4 separate regions of the Zea mays genome follow, and regions 2, 3 and 4 are each linked to region 1. The links are chromatin contacts, called in public Hi-C maps. All regions are on one chromosome and are shown on one strand. The core of a region is the stretch at or near the end of the contact, and the rest is flanking DNA. Distances in the headings are between cores, read along the strand shown.

What was found. A called contact is a pair of places that touch in the nucleus more often than the background predicts.
Region 2: a Hi-C map of leaf shows a contact between it and region 1, with 4 times the contacts expected there. The contact joins the promoter of LOC103641176 here to the promoter of LOC100281971 in region 1. A contact is called at or near these places in 7 of 25 Hi-C or Micro-C datasets (bundle sheath, ear, endosperm and 3 more).
Region 3: a Hi-C map of ear shows a contact between it and region 1, with 2.7 times the contacts expected there. The contact joins the promoter of LOC100285526 here to the promoter of LOC100281971 in region 1. A contact is called at or near these places in 2 of 25 Hi-C or Micro-C datasets (ear and leaf).
Region 4: a contact with region 1 is called in a Hi-C map of tassel, with 4 times the contacts expected there. The contact joins the enhancer-like site here to the promoter of LOC100281971 in region 1. A contact is called at or near these places in 2 of 25 Hi-C or Micro-C datasets (ear and tassel).

Annotation. Positions count from the first base shown.
Region 1 is chr10:69,535,083-69,538,358 of Zm-B73-REFERENCE-NAM-5.0, reverse strand. It overlaps LOC100281971 (60S ribosomal protein L7-like), which reads right to left and starts at 1,578. Exons shown (of 6, transcript NM_001154888.2): 1 at 1,443-1,578; 2 at 1,121-1,309; 3 at 417-514; 4 at 204-341. The coding sequence starts at 1,309.
Region 2 is chr10:69,052,202-69,055,477 of Zm-B73-REFERENCE-NAM-5.0, reverse strand. LOC103641176 (F-box/kelch-repeat protein At1g51550) reads left to right here and starts at 1,708. Exons shown (of 2, transcript XM_008664543.4): 1 at 1,708-2,482. The coding sequence starts at 2,047.
Region 3 is chr10:69,842,433-69,845,708 of Zm-B73-REFERENCE-NAM-5.0, reverse strand. LOC100285526 reads right to left here and starts at 1,667. Exons shown (of 1, transcript NM_001158417.1): 1 at 413-1,667. The coding sequence starts at 1,523. The coding sequence ends at 588.
Region 4 is chr10:69,800,306-69,803,581 of Zm-B73-REFERENCE-NAM-5.0, reverse strand. No RefSeq gene overlaps it. Among protein-coding and RNA genes, the nearest start is that of LOC100285526, 42 kb to the left of the region's middle. Within about 2 kb of position 1,466, at least 12 of the 20 cell types and tissues checked have an H3K27ac peak or open chromatin away from gene starts, as enhancers often do. A contact at or near this core is called in ear and tassel, where this site is marked.

The sequences.
Region 1 (3,276 bases), core at 329-2,828:
ATATCCCTTGGGAAGGATCACATTCTTAGGTGGGAACTGATACAAGGGAGTGTGCAGCTGCTGATTACAGCCCCTTCTCAACAGCCGTACTTCAGTGTTTCATTCTCAAAACTGATGAAGCGGCAGCCACAGCAGTGTTGTGTTAAAATGCATCCCAACACTCCAAAAATGCACTCACGGCAGCTAAATTTATACAAACTTACCCATACGCAACATATGGCTCCACCCTCCGTAGCATGTTAATAGTTGCCTTGTTAACCTTGAGAAAGACACCATTGAAGATCTGCCTCAAACGCAGGAGCTGCAAGATCTTGCGGGTCTTGGGGTGCATGGCATTGATACTACACAGCACATTTGACAACAGTCAACACTTGAGCATAGCAACTGAATCAGCAACCATTGGGACAGAGCCATACCCACGGATGCGGACCACAAACAGAAGCTTGGCCTCTGGGCTCACATAGAACCCACCCTTCAACCGAGCCTCACGCTTGAGCTGCACAAGCTCCTTCTCCTGCACAAGTGCAAATGCATAATAAGTAATAACAGATACTCTTAACTCCTATCTTAATAAAGAGGGGCGAATTCTAAAATAAATACTAATTGCCAATGTTATCCTTTTCCCCAACTGAACCAGTGTTGCAACACTCAATGATAGTTTTTTTAGGGAAATTTGGATCCATACCATTAAAAGATCACCACTTTGGATCCATACCATTACTATCTCACTTACATGTGGGTCCACATGAGTCAATGACATGTGGGGTCCATGGTATATATCTAAAGTTTGGATCTTTTAATGGTATAGATCCAATTGTTCCTTTTTTTTAATCATCAAAGGAAAAGCTATGCTGCCAACATGGACAGTGGCCTCCTCGAGTCACGGCAAACTAAATTTCTTTTTTCCTTGCACGAAATCAACGGACACGATCGACATGGCGATAGATACAACAGTCAATAATAGTGCAGCAAATCGCACTTCCAACTAACACTGCTATGCGCGCACCAATTTCAAACGTACGCGATCCCGTACGCGACATCGTCCTAGCGGTCGCAGCTAGGCAGAGCAGGAAGTAGCAATAAGCTGCGAGATGGAGAGGGTGGCACAGATCGTGCTCACCTGGGCGTCGTACTCCTGGGCGTACTGCTTGGCGCGAGCAAATATGATCTTGCGGCTGTCAAGCGCCTCCTTCCTGTCTGCGAGGGCCTTCTCCTTCTTGTCCGCTGCCCACTGCTCCTCCCGCTTGCGCTTGCGCAGCACAGACTCCGGGACCGCCTTCGCCGCGGCCTTCGCCTCCGCCGACGACATCTGCGCAGAGAGCCAAACAGCAGCAGCTCAGATCCGCGCGGAGGGAGACGGAATCGCGTGGACGTGGACGTGCGCGCGCTCGCTATGGTTTTGGTGCCGGAGGGGAGGGGGATGCTGGCGCAGCCGAGATTACCTCGATGACCTGCGAGTCCGTGAAGAGAAGAGGCCGGCCGCCGAGAAAGGGTGATACGGCGGGGCGGCGAGACGTGAGTAGTTTTTGGGAGGGCGAGGGTTTTGACTAGGGTTTCTAACCGCTCGTGTTGGGGGATCGAACGGCTGTGGTTTGGCGGGCTGTTGTATTCGACGGAGTGAGGGGGGAGGGGGGCGAGAAGGAAATGGAATGAAAGAAAATAAAAAGGAATGACGAGTTTGGGCCCGTTCCAGATCGAAGTCCACTGCGGGCCGCAAGATGGACCTTTGATTAGGGGGTGGCGTAGATTCAGTTAGCCTGATCCAGGTTTCTCAATTTTAAAAAGTTAAGCCTGATCAGTTAGTTGTTGGAGAAATGGGTTAATTATCGGATTTCCAAACTGACTGGGCCTTTCACAACTCAACAGTCCAATATTAAGTTTGTGCGAGCTGGGCCTCTTGTGGTGGCTTTATATTACGAAGAAGAAGATTGACAAGCTCATGCAAGAGGTGAGAAGGCTCAAGAAGGAGCCAAGGAGGTGGTGGTCAACTTGGTAGTGTTTGGATGAATGGATGAGTAAGGAAGAAGAGGGATAGGGTGAGATCATTCTAACTTGACCCATGTTTGGTTTAAAGACTCAGAGTCAGAGTCAAGGAATATTCTTCAAAAATAGTGGATGAGGTCATCCCTTAAAAAATAAGGGACGGAGTCCACCCAGGGTTGGTCCCGTTCCATCCCTCGTTGACACCGAACCAAACACATCACAATGATGGGTGTAGCAGCGCTGCCACTGTTCGTTGCGTACGTGCTGCTGCTGCTGGTCTGCTCCTGTGTTCTCTCTCTCTGATCATCTATCATCGATGGGTGTAGCAGCGCTGCCACTGTCCATCTTCTCCAAACACAAATACTAGCTTCTGACTGTAGCTGTCCCCCAAAGCTTAGTGAGCCTCTGTTGCAAGCCACGGCTCTGTTTCAGCCACTCATGAGTTCAGAACAACTCCTACCTTCATGTCACAAACTCACAATCCTCTAAGGAAATACTGAGGTATAACAAGCATGGCTTAGGATAAGGCAGTTGACATTTCTGTTAGAATTATAGGCATTTTCCGTATTATTTTAATTCTATAAATTAACATTATGATGATGACATATAATAAATAATTAACCATAGAAATCGTGATCTTAAATTGATCCATACCAATATGAATCAAGAGAACATAGAGCATGTGAATTATATAAATCATATAAATACGATAAACATGTATACTGACTGAACAAATGAAAATAAACAGATAGAAACATAAATAGCATGACTGTAAAATTAAAACAGACAGATCTATCATATTATAATAAGACATAACAGATAAGATAAAATCATTCGTAAATATGAAACAACATAGATGAATATATGAAACATATATAATCTCCAGAACACAAAACAGTAAGTAAATAAACTGATCATACCCTCCTATGCGCTCTGATGATCCAGATCCTTGGCCAGCTTCCTTTGTCATGTTGAAGATGTTTTGGGCAGTCGCGTAGACGCTCCCCAAAAACCTAATTGCCGATCCTCCGTGCAAGGTCTCGAACGGCACCGGCTTCGGAGGCACCTGCCCTCTTGCTTCTCTGTGCGCGCAGAGTCACGAGATGGAAATACCCTCACTCGGGCGGCTGGACTGTGAGACTGAAAGTGTTTCTCGTGTGTACCGAGTGGCAGGGGTGCTCCTCTATTTAACCTCTCGCAGAGGGAAGTTGAAGGAGAAAGGTCACCGAGTCACGCCAAGAGTCGGCCAGCTCTCGCCAAGTCATGCCATGAGTCGGCCAGCACTCGCCGAGT
Region 2 (3,276 bases), core at 459-2,958, 480 kb after region 1:
GGGATGTCACATCACCAAAGATTGTTGTATCCTGAAGAGACTCATCAACCAGAGCACACATCAAGCGACCCATAACTCGGCTGTTACCCTTTCTTCCCAACCAAGTAATTCATCTTTTTTATAATAGTAGATGAATTATAGATACTTTAGGTCCTAGACAGATTCATCTTAATATTTGTCTTTGAAACTTTTGGTATTTTTATTAATAAATGCATAGTTCATACAACATTGATGGCTCGGATCGTCAAATGATTTCTTGTCCCATATATATTTTCCTACTCTAAGCCTACCTCAAACATCTTGGTCATATCCTACGAGGGGGCAAAAATCATGAATCTGATCTTAACATGCTTACATATAACACATTTACCATGAATCTGATCTTAACATGTTTACATATAGTGCATTTTTCATGAATCTGATATCTTCCATGAACTCTTTAAAAATGATTTAGCCCCACAATTCTGCTTAGTTTAGACGTCACTCTATGGGTACTATGTGCTGGCCCTGCCGCTAGAAATACTTTGACAACTAAGCCTAGGCAAAGTTGGGGTCCTTTAAGGTAAGGATAGTAATTTCACTTATACGACTCTGCTACCATCCCATGCAAAATTAGCTCTTGATCGAGGTTTGGAACAAGGTATTTACTATAATGTGCCTAATTTTTTGTCTAAAATTAAAATTTTAATTTAGCCAACTAACCCTAGATAAATTGTGGCGTGGTTAGTCTATAAACAAATAGATCACAAAAACCAAAACGTGTCTATATCCGGGATAACAACTATTGTGCAAGTAGTTCTTAGGTGTAGTGTCTAAATGAGCCTTTTTGTCCGTTAGATCAAGATCTAACCATATGTCATATTTAACATTTAAACCTTTTCACCATCAGCTCGTGTAGATTTATTAAAAAAATCCTAACAACTTATGGTTGTATTTATAGTTAGATCATAATCTAACCGTTCAGAAATTGTGTTTGCAGGTTTACGCCTAAGGACTACTCGTTGTTGTCATCTACAACGTCACATAAAGTGACAGCGATAGAAACAACCATGTCACCCATTAGCAATCTGCTGACGTGCCACCACCATAATAATATCATGTCAAACCGCTTCAGGTGCGCATCAATCTAACCATGGTTAGAAATCTCGAGCGGTAACCGACGAAATTCGGTATTTTTTCTCGTTCTCGTCGTACAGCGGCCGGTGGCAAATTTCAAGAATTCCGTTTAAATTTTTTAAATTTTAAAAATCATAAAAATCTAGAAAAAAATGTATAAAAAACTAGATATTTTGGTAAGTCCAAAATATATTTTTATTCAAAAATTCATATTTTAGTATTAAAATAAATTTAATTTATTCTAGACCCGTGGATCCGAACCTAGACCGTTAAGCGGCGGTTCTCGGCAAGATATAACCAAAAACCGATCGAGAACGGCGGTTTTCAGCGAGAAAAACGAAAACCAGGATTTTAATTTTGAAAAATACAATAACGGTTTTTGGACGATGAACCAGGTTTTCAGAAAGAAATTTAATTTTGAAAACAATTTCGTTTCCGGCGTTGAGCGCAAAATATTTTGAAAACGGGACGATGAACCCTGGTCTGACAAAGACGACGAGTTACATTTAAAAATAATCGTTTTTTATTTTTAAAATTTAAAATACGTTTTTTTCGCAGGTGACCATCGCCACCAGCCCACCAACCCACCACCACAAGCACAAGCCCGCAGCATTACCACACTCTCCCCGCCACTCGCCTCCTCTGAGCTGCCTGCTTGTTCGAGCTCCCACGGCTCCAGTGTCCCCGACACATCAGCCGCTCCCTCCACTCGCCTTCCTTTTTGACGTTCCAGGATCATCCATGGCATCCAAACCAAGTAGGGAAGACTAGCATCGAACCCGCTCGTCACAGGATCCAACCGCCTAAGAAACAAAGCAGCCGTGGCGACCTCCTAGAGGAGTCAACCAGGAACAAGAAGGCATCAAGCATGTTGCCGTAGGTGGGAGGGGGAGGGCAAGGGCGCAAAAATGGCAACAACCATGGCCGGCGATGGGATGCGGCGGCGGTGAGCGCATGGAGGAGGACGAGGCGGGGACGGCGTCGTCGTCGTCGTCGCCGCCTATTGTGCAGCTGGGCTACGACCAGGTCTTGTCCGTCCTCCGTCTGCTCCCGCCCGAGGCCGTGCTGTCCTTCGCCGCCACCTGCCGCGTTTTCCGGGCCTGGGCCTCCTCGGACGCGCTCTGGGAGGCGCTGTGCTGCCGCGACTGGGGCTCCCGCGCCACCGCTGCGCTCGCCGAGCGCCGGCGCGACCGCGGCGGCGGCCTTCAGGCGCCGTGGCGGAGGGTCTACGCCGAGGTCGCCAGGCTCGGCGCGCTGTCCGCGCGACGCGTCCCCGCCAGGGGCGCCTCACCGCGGCCCCGCGCGTCGCACTCACTTAACCTCGTCGCCGGCTGGCTCGTGCTCTTCGGCGGCGGCTGCGAGGGAGGTAATTACAACCAAATTGTTTCACCACGTCCTTCTTGCTACGTAGTAATTTGGTTCACTAAGGTTAAAAAGATTATTGTTTTGTGCGTTGACTTCTCTATGAATCGATTCACGAGGGGAAATTCGATCCCTATGGCCGACTACTTCAGTAGACTTGGTGGGGTGATAAGTTGCTTACAGTTTGCAGATTATATGCAGAATTTATGTTGCTGTTGCAGGTGTCTGGTTCATGCTTTGATTTGTTTGTTTTGTTTATGTCTGTTTAAGAAAACAACAGGGTTGTTGTTCAAAAGACACTAGAATGCTTAGGCTAGTCCCAATCCATGGTATCTTACTTGATATCCAAAACTGCCACACCATAAGAAGAGTATTAAATTCTTAAGAAACTTCTGCAATGTATGATACCAAGTTACTGTATCCAATACTATGTTATGTCTGTGAAAGTGGGTCCATATGATCGAAATTAATTCTGGATTGTTAGGTGTCCAGCAAAAGCTATAACACCAAAGTGTTACAACTTCATTCTCTCTCTATTAATTATTTCTTTGCCACATAAGCAAAACATCCTACATGGCATCTAACAAATGTGGATGTCAAAACCCGTTGGGACTTTGGGAGTAGCCTTAGTTCTCAGATTTACTTATAATTTCATTTTAAAACACTTTGTTTTATCGATTATGAAGCTTGTATGGTTTTGTTAGTTATGACGGGCTTGCAAGTTGTTTAGAGAGCCTTCTAATATCTCATGTATCCTGACTGTAACATACCATGGTATGTGCTGGTAATGTAGCACAT
Region 3 (3,276 bases), core at 418-2,917, 310 kb before region 1:
TGGTTTGCACGCGCTCTTCTGGGGAGTGAGGACGGGGTCTTCGCTGTCCAGTCAACTCTTGGACACAACAACAGGCCACAGCGGCACGGATATCCCAACGGCACAGCCCCAAACGGGCCAACCGTCCCTGAACGCGAAAGCGACCGCTCATCGACTGCTTTTGACCGGCTTTGTGGTCATGGGCCCCATGCACCCAAACCCGACACGATACTTTAAAGCGCGTATTGATGCCGTGCCCATGCCCTGTCCGTTTCTTTGACTTGAGAGTTGAGAGCCAAAGGAACCTGCTGCGACCACTTCAAATCACCACCCAAATTCCATCTGTGTGTATCATATTTCCTACAATTATTATATATATATATAATCCCCGAGAAATTGACGCTTATGCATAGAAGATAAAATAATACGTAGATTTGGAGAAAGTTCATGGCGAGATTAAGTTTAAATGCTCTTTAATTCCTTTTACAGGAGCAAAGCTCGATCTACCACTAATCCGAAGAACAAATGAAACAAGAGGTCTACTACTAGTATCGATTGACTTGACTACCGCTGCTACACTGACTGCTACGGCGGGAAGCAAACGATCTTCACGCCGCGCGGGAGCGGGCAGCGCCAGCGCCAACGCCGCCGTCGCCGTCGCCGTCGCCGTCGTGGCGGTGGTCGCCCTCGTAGGTGACGACGAGCACGGCCGGGTCGTCGGCGGCGCGCTCCACGTGCTTCCGCGCGGGGCAACCCTTGGCGCTGCTGCACCGGTAGTAGCCGCGCGGGTAAGGGGACCCCTTGATGGGCTTCTGCCCGTACTTGCGCCACGAGTACTCGTCGTGGGGTACGTCCGACGACGCCGGCACGTGGCCGGGCGGCTGCGACCCCGGCGTTGCCGCGGCCGCGGGTAGGCGCACCGTGCGCCGGGACAGGCCCTGCCGGCTGCGCTTCTTCTTCGAGCAGTGGCAACCTCCAGCGCCGGACTCGGCGTGGTGCGCCCCCGGCGGAGCAGCGGCGGGGCACGGCGACGTGCGCTTCGGGAGAGGCGGCTTGCCCGAGGACACGGCGGCGAGGCTGCACCCCTTGGACACGCTCCCTTCGCCGCCCGCGGTCACGGACGACAGGAACGAGGTCGAAGTCGCGGACACGGCCGGCGCCCGCGGGGCCTTCTTGTTCGCTGCCGGCGGGACAGACTTGGCGAAGTCCAGCGTCAGGGCTTTGTTCTGAGCCTGATGAGGCGGCTCCGCCGCCGCCTGCTGTGACGCTGGCGTCTCCGTCTCTATGGGCTCCACCGCGGCGACGGCGGGCGCGCGGCGGAAGCGGGCGTGCCCCGTGCGGTCCAGCAGGTTGATGACGCGCCGGAACCGGGACACCGCCTGGTCGGCGATCTGCCCGAGCGGCGGCGACTCCGCCCGCCCCGCGCCGCACGGGGAGAGCGAGGAAGCGAGCAACTCCAGGCTGCGGAGCCCCGCCGCGGCTGCCTCCTGGAACGCCAGTTGCTCGTACGCCCCGCCGCCGCAGGACATGAGGTCCACCGCCATGGCTTAGCTGCTCTGCCGGGCTGCTGCCTGTCTCCTTCCGGCCTTGCGTGGGGCTCTGGAGCCTGGATCGTCGCTTGTAGTTGGAGGTCAGGTCCGTGCGGTGCTGCTGCTGCTTTCTTGTGGCTTCTTGGGTTGTGGGATTGTGAGGTGGGAAACAGGTGGAGGGTGAGTTTTATAGGTAGAAATGGCGGAGGTGCGAACGAGAGGACCAAATGCTAGACGACGAGCTGCCTGCTGGGCTGTGCAAAGTCAATGCCTCGCTTCTCTTTTTTTCCCCCTACCACTACCGGTTTACCACCACTCTTTATTCTAAGTTAAGACTAAGGTGTATTCGGTATGGATTCAAAACAAAACTCTCTAATGAGGAGCTGGACAGATCTATTCCAACACCTGAACTCCACAGTTACAAACTCTATGGAGTTTTGAGAGATGTAGTATAAATTTTTAAGGAGTGTTTAGAATGGCTACAGGTTTCAGCTCTAGTGTGGAATTATAATTTATAATATGAATTTAAATAGTTTTAAAAATATTTTTAATCTAAATAATAAACAAAATGATTTATATATAGCTCCACGATTTTCTAGAGCACCTAATGACCTGTTCTACCAACTCCACCAAATTTCTAAAGCTAGAACTATCTCAAATAGGGCCTTATAGTACCTCTTTTCCTACTCCGAAAACTCTAAAAAGAAATCCATACATGGAGTTTGGAGTTATTTACTCACCACTGTCACAGATTATGAGAAAGCTATTTAAACTCTAGAGTATAGCTTTTCCACTTAGAGCTTTGGAGTAGAGCTGCTCTGTAGTGGAGCAAAGCCACGACAAAACACGCCCTTAGTATAGATCATCCATGGATTTTTCTTAGTCACCGCCTTGGAGTATTACATTATTACAGTACTTGCAAATACTCCATCAAAGTCTAAATTATAAGTCGATTAGGACAACGACACGACAAAAATAGTTTAGTCCAAATTTTTTGTTAAAATACAAATGAACTTTCAATACACTTATACTTTTGTGAAAATACTTTTAAAGATAAATCGGTGCATATGACTATTATGTTTCAAAACTACATAATGAAACACCTATTTGTAGTCAAAGTTTTACAAGTTTGACTCAAACTTTGTCTAGGACGACTTATAATTTGGACCTAGAGGGAGTATATTTTCCGAGTAAAATGCATATGCGGTCCTCGAACTTGACATGTTGTGTCAGTTGAGTCCTCAAACTCCAAAAAACAGGAAAACAGGTACTGTAACTTGATCAGTCCATTCAAAACTAGGTTTGCTTAAACCAGATGCCGACGTGGCGTGCCACCCTAGAGTCACTTTGGTCCTCAAACTTGCCATGTTGTGCCACTTAGGTCCCCGAATTTTGGCATGTTGTATTACTTGGGTCCCCCGAACTTTCATTAGTGTGCTCCAACGTGTCACGTCATGTTGTCATCTGGTTTGAGCAAACCTAGTTTTAGATGAGCCAGCCAAGTTACAACACTCGTTTTTCTGGTTTTGAGAGTCCGAGGACCCAAGTGATACACCATGCCTAGTTTGAGAACCACAGATGCATTTTATAACAAAATCTATTATTTGTCACCAAACAACTCTAGCTTATATGAGCTTCATTGGAACAACTCCCATAAGTTTAAAATCGATAAAAATAGCTTTACTCCATGAAAGTTTTTAATGGTTTAGCTCCACCAAAATAGTGAATCTGGGGGGATAGATTTACCTTTTTGGAAGAGCTCATGTGC
Region 4 (3,276 bases), core at 217-2,716, 270 kb before region 1:
TTCGAGTCGGCCCGAGAACAGGGAAACGTGCACGCTCCCGTGCCCACGCTAGCAATTTAGAGTAAACCCCCTTAACGGTTTGAACATTCAGAAAAGAGTCCCGGGCACTATTCCATGTGCCATTGACATCTTCACTTAGACACCTCCCTTCAATCTCCTTTACAACGTCACGCCCCCGCGCTCGACTCCAGTCGAATACCTGGCTTCGGCCGCGAGGCTCGCCACCCATGACCCCCATCAATGGTAGCAAGAACACTGACATCACTCCCTAAGGTTCCCCAAGTATGTTACCGAGACTAACTCGACGGTCTCGCCCTTAGACCTTGTCTGCCCGCGACGATGGCGGAGCCAGAGCATCGACGAGTCTCTTCCGAGCAACAGAATGCAGTAGCATTTAAATTGATGGTAGGACGAGTATCACTAGCTCACCAGAGGTGTGGTACGCACACGAATTTGGATGGAGCAGGCGTGGGAGAGTGGGTCGGCGTGCAAGGTGTCCACGGCGGCGTTCCAGGGCGACGATGCTGTGTTCTCGGAGCTCTGCGGTGGTAGTGTTCAACCGATCGACATAGTGAGCAACCAGAGACTAAAGGCATGCCAAAACAAGGATTATATGGGTATGAACTAACCTGATGAAGGCTGGCCATGGTTGGGCTCCTCACGGCGGCGCTAGTGATGGCTCTCGAGGAAATTTGATGACTTGAAGCTATGGTGAACGAGGGGAGGTGTTTGTGGGTGGACTGGATGCGCAACAGAGAGGCAGAGCGAGGGAAGCACTCAATTTAAAGAGATGGGGCGCGACTTGATCCAATTTTGGATGAGAGCGAATCCTATCACCACGGCAGAATGACTTACAGAGACCTACCGTGGAGCTCATGCATTCACTGGTCTATGGGCACGACCGAGAGAGTGCCACAGTCATGATACTATGGTGAATCAAGCAGCTACGTGTCATTTATAGAGAACAATGGCGAGCTTTATGGTAACATCCACTCAGGCAAGTGGGTACGGTGAACCGACCGGTGACAGGGCTCGAGCTCATTTCTATGCCGAGATCTTTTACCCTCTAGTGATATGTAACACCACAAAAGCCATCAACTAAAAATAATGAATTTAGTTATTATGTTAATTAAGATAATAATTTTTTAAGTGTTTAATTATTTATTTGCATTTTGATCATTTTCTTTGTATGCGCTTGATTGATTATCGGATGTTTATTATCAATTCTTTTTAAAGAAAAACCTAGTAATTAATATAATAATTAAATAATATAATAGTTATTAGTCTAAAAACAAGTATTTTATTTATAAATAGTTTTGGTGATTTTTTATGAATTTCGAGCTCTTTAAAAATTCATTTCGCAATTTGAAAAAAAAAGAAAAAAAAACTAAACTAACCTAACCCTAAGGCCCAACTAGGGGCCCATTTTACTCACACCGCACCCTCCCCATGGCTGGCTTCTCCCAAGCCGCCGCCGCCCCCTGCTAACTCCTTCCTCTCCCCTATTCTCTCTCCTCCCTTCTTCTCTCTCTCACGCTCGCGCCTGAAACCGCCGAAGCCCTGCACCGTCGCGCAGCCAGGGAGCCGGCCGAGCAGCGCCCGCCCGACCGAGCGTCCCGAGCCCCGCGTGAGCCCCGATGGCGCCCTGCACCGACCGGCTGCGACGACAGGCACGCCAACCGAGGCTGACCCACCCCCGCGGCCCAGAAGCCGTGCGCGCGCGCCAGCCGACCCGACGCCGCGACGGTCCCTGCACCTGAGCGACGTCCGAGCCCGACTACAGCGCCGCGATGCCCGCGCACCGAACACCCGAGCCGCACCGGCCACGACGTCCATCAAGCCGCGCCATGAATGTCCCGCGTCCGTTACTCCCTCCCTATTACTCTCTCCCTCACTCCATTGATGTCGAGGAAGAAACGGACCCATCAATGGCGCCATGAAGTCCGACGGCGCCCATTGAACAGCCGGCCACCCCTCCCTCTCTCTGGCCGACTCTCCCTCTTCCCTCCTGCTCTCTATAAAAGGCAGCAGAGCCTCTCTCCCTTCTCCTGCCTACCAAGCTCACCCCATCTCTCTAGCTCGCCAGTACACTGCTCGACGCCGTCGTTTGTTGCCGTTCGTCGCCGGAGTTCACGGAGCCCGCAGTTCGTCGCCGGAGCCACGCACTCGCCGTCCGTAGTCGAGCCCTGCTCTTCACCCGGCCAAAACCCTGTTGAGTCGTCCCTGTCGCACTCACGAACCCAAGGTTGAAGACGACCCAAATTATTTTGTGTATCTTATAAAAGTACTTTTTGATTCGATTCATGAGTTGTATATTTTGTTTGTTGTAATATAAACACGTGTGATTCGCAATTTATGTGTATGTGCGTTATAGAATTTTTGGTAGAGATATGCGATTGTTAGTACACCATTATATTTCATGTTATTCGTGGCGATGATTTTTGGATTAGAGAAATATGACGAGAAATGGTGATAAAAAAGATAGATAGGAATTTTTGTAGTTAAAATTTGGTCACAAGGAACTTTAGAAACTATTTGGAGAATTATAGTTATAGGTGCATTTTAATGGATTTAGGAAATGGTATAGAACTCATGTCACATGAATAATATAGGATTTTTAGATGATTTATCTAATTATTTTATTAACATTTTCTTCTTATAAAGAAAGGAGAAAATATCACTAGTAGGATGGAAAGTAGATTTCTACTAGCCAAATAAGCATGTTCACAAATTTAGCACTACAATTGTTAGAGTACTAGTTTATGTCAAAATAACCTCGCTTGTGTTGGAAAAAGTTCAATTAGTATTTATAGGAATTTTTAATGTAAATTCATTTTTTACTATACTCAATAAATTGAGTTAGAAATAAAAAGGATAAAAGGTATTAATTTATTTATTAGTATTAAAGACGATAATTATCATTTAATTTCATTGATGATGTTAAAATATATTAATACTAGTTAAAACTGTGTTTATTGCACCCACTCATAAATTCATCATTTAGGACTCACAATAATAGCTATAATTGAATTAATAAGTATTTACGCGATTAGGACGTATTTAAGATGTGATAAGTGCGATGCGTTAATGTGTATGTAATGGTGTATGATTATGTAATGGTGCATGTTTATTTATTGGTGTATGTTTTCTTTTTGTATGGCAACGTACGACGTTATTAGAAGCTGAGTTTGTGGTAGAGGAACCGAATTTGTTTGAGGACGAACCGCAGGACGCATTTGAGGAAGGCAAGTGGATTCTCCCTCTGCATACTCTATT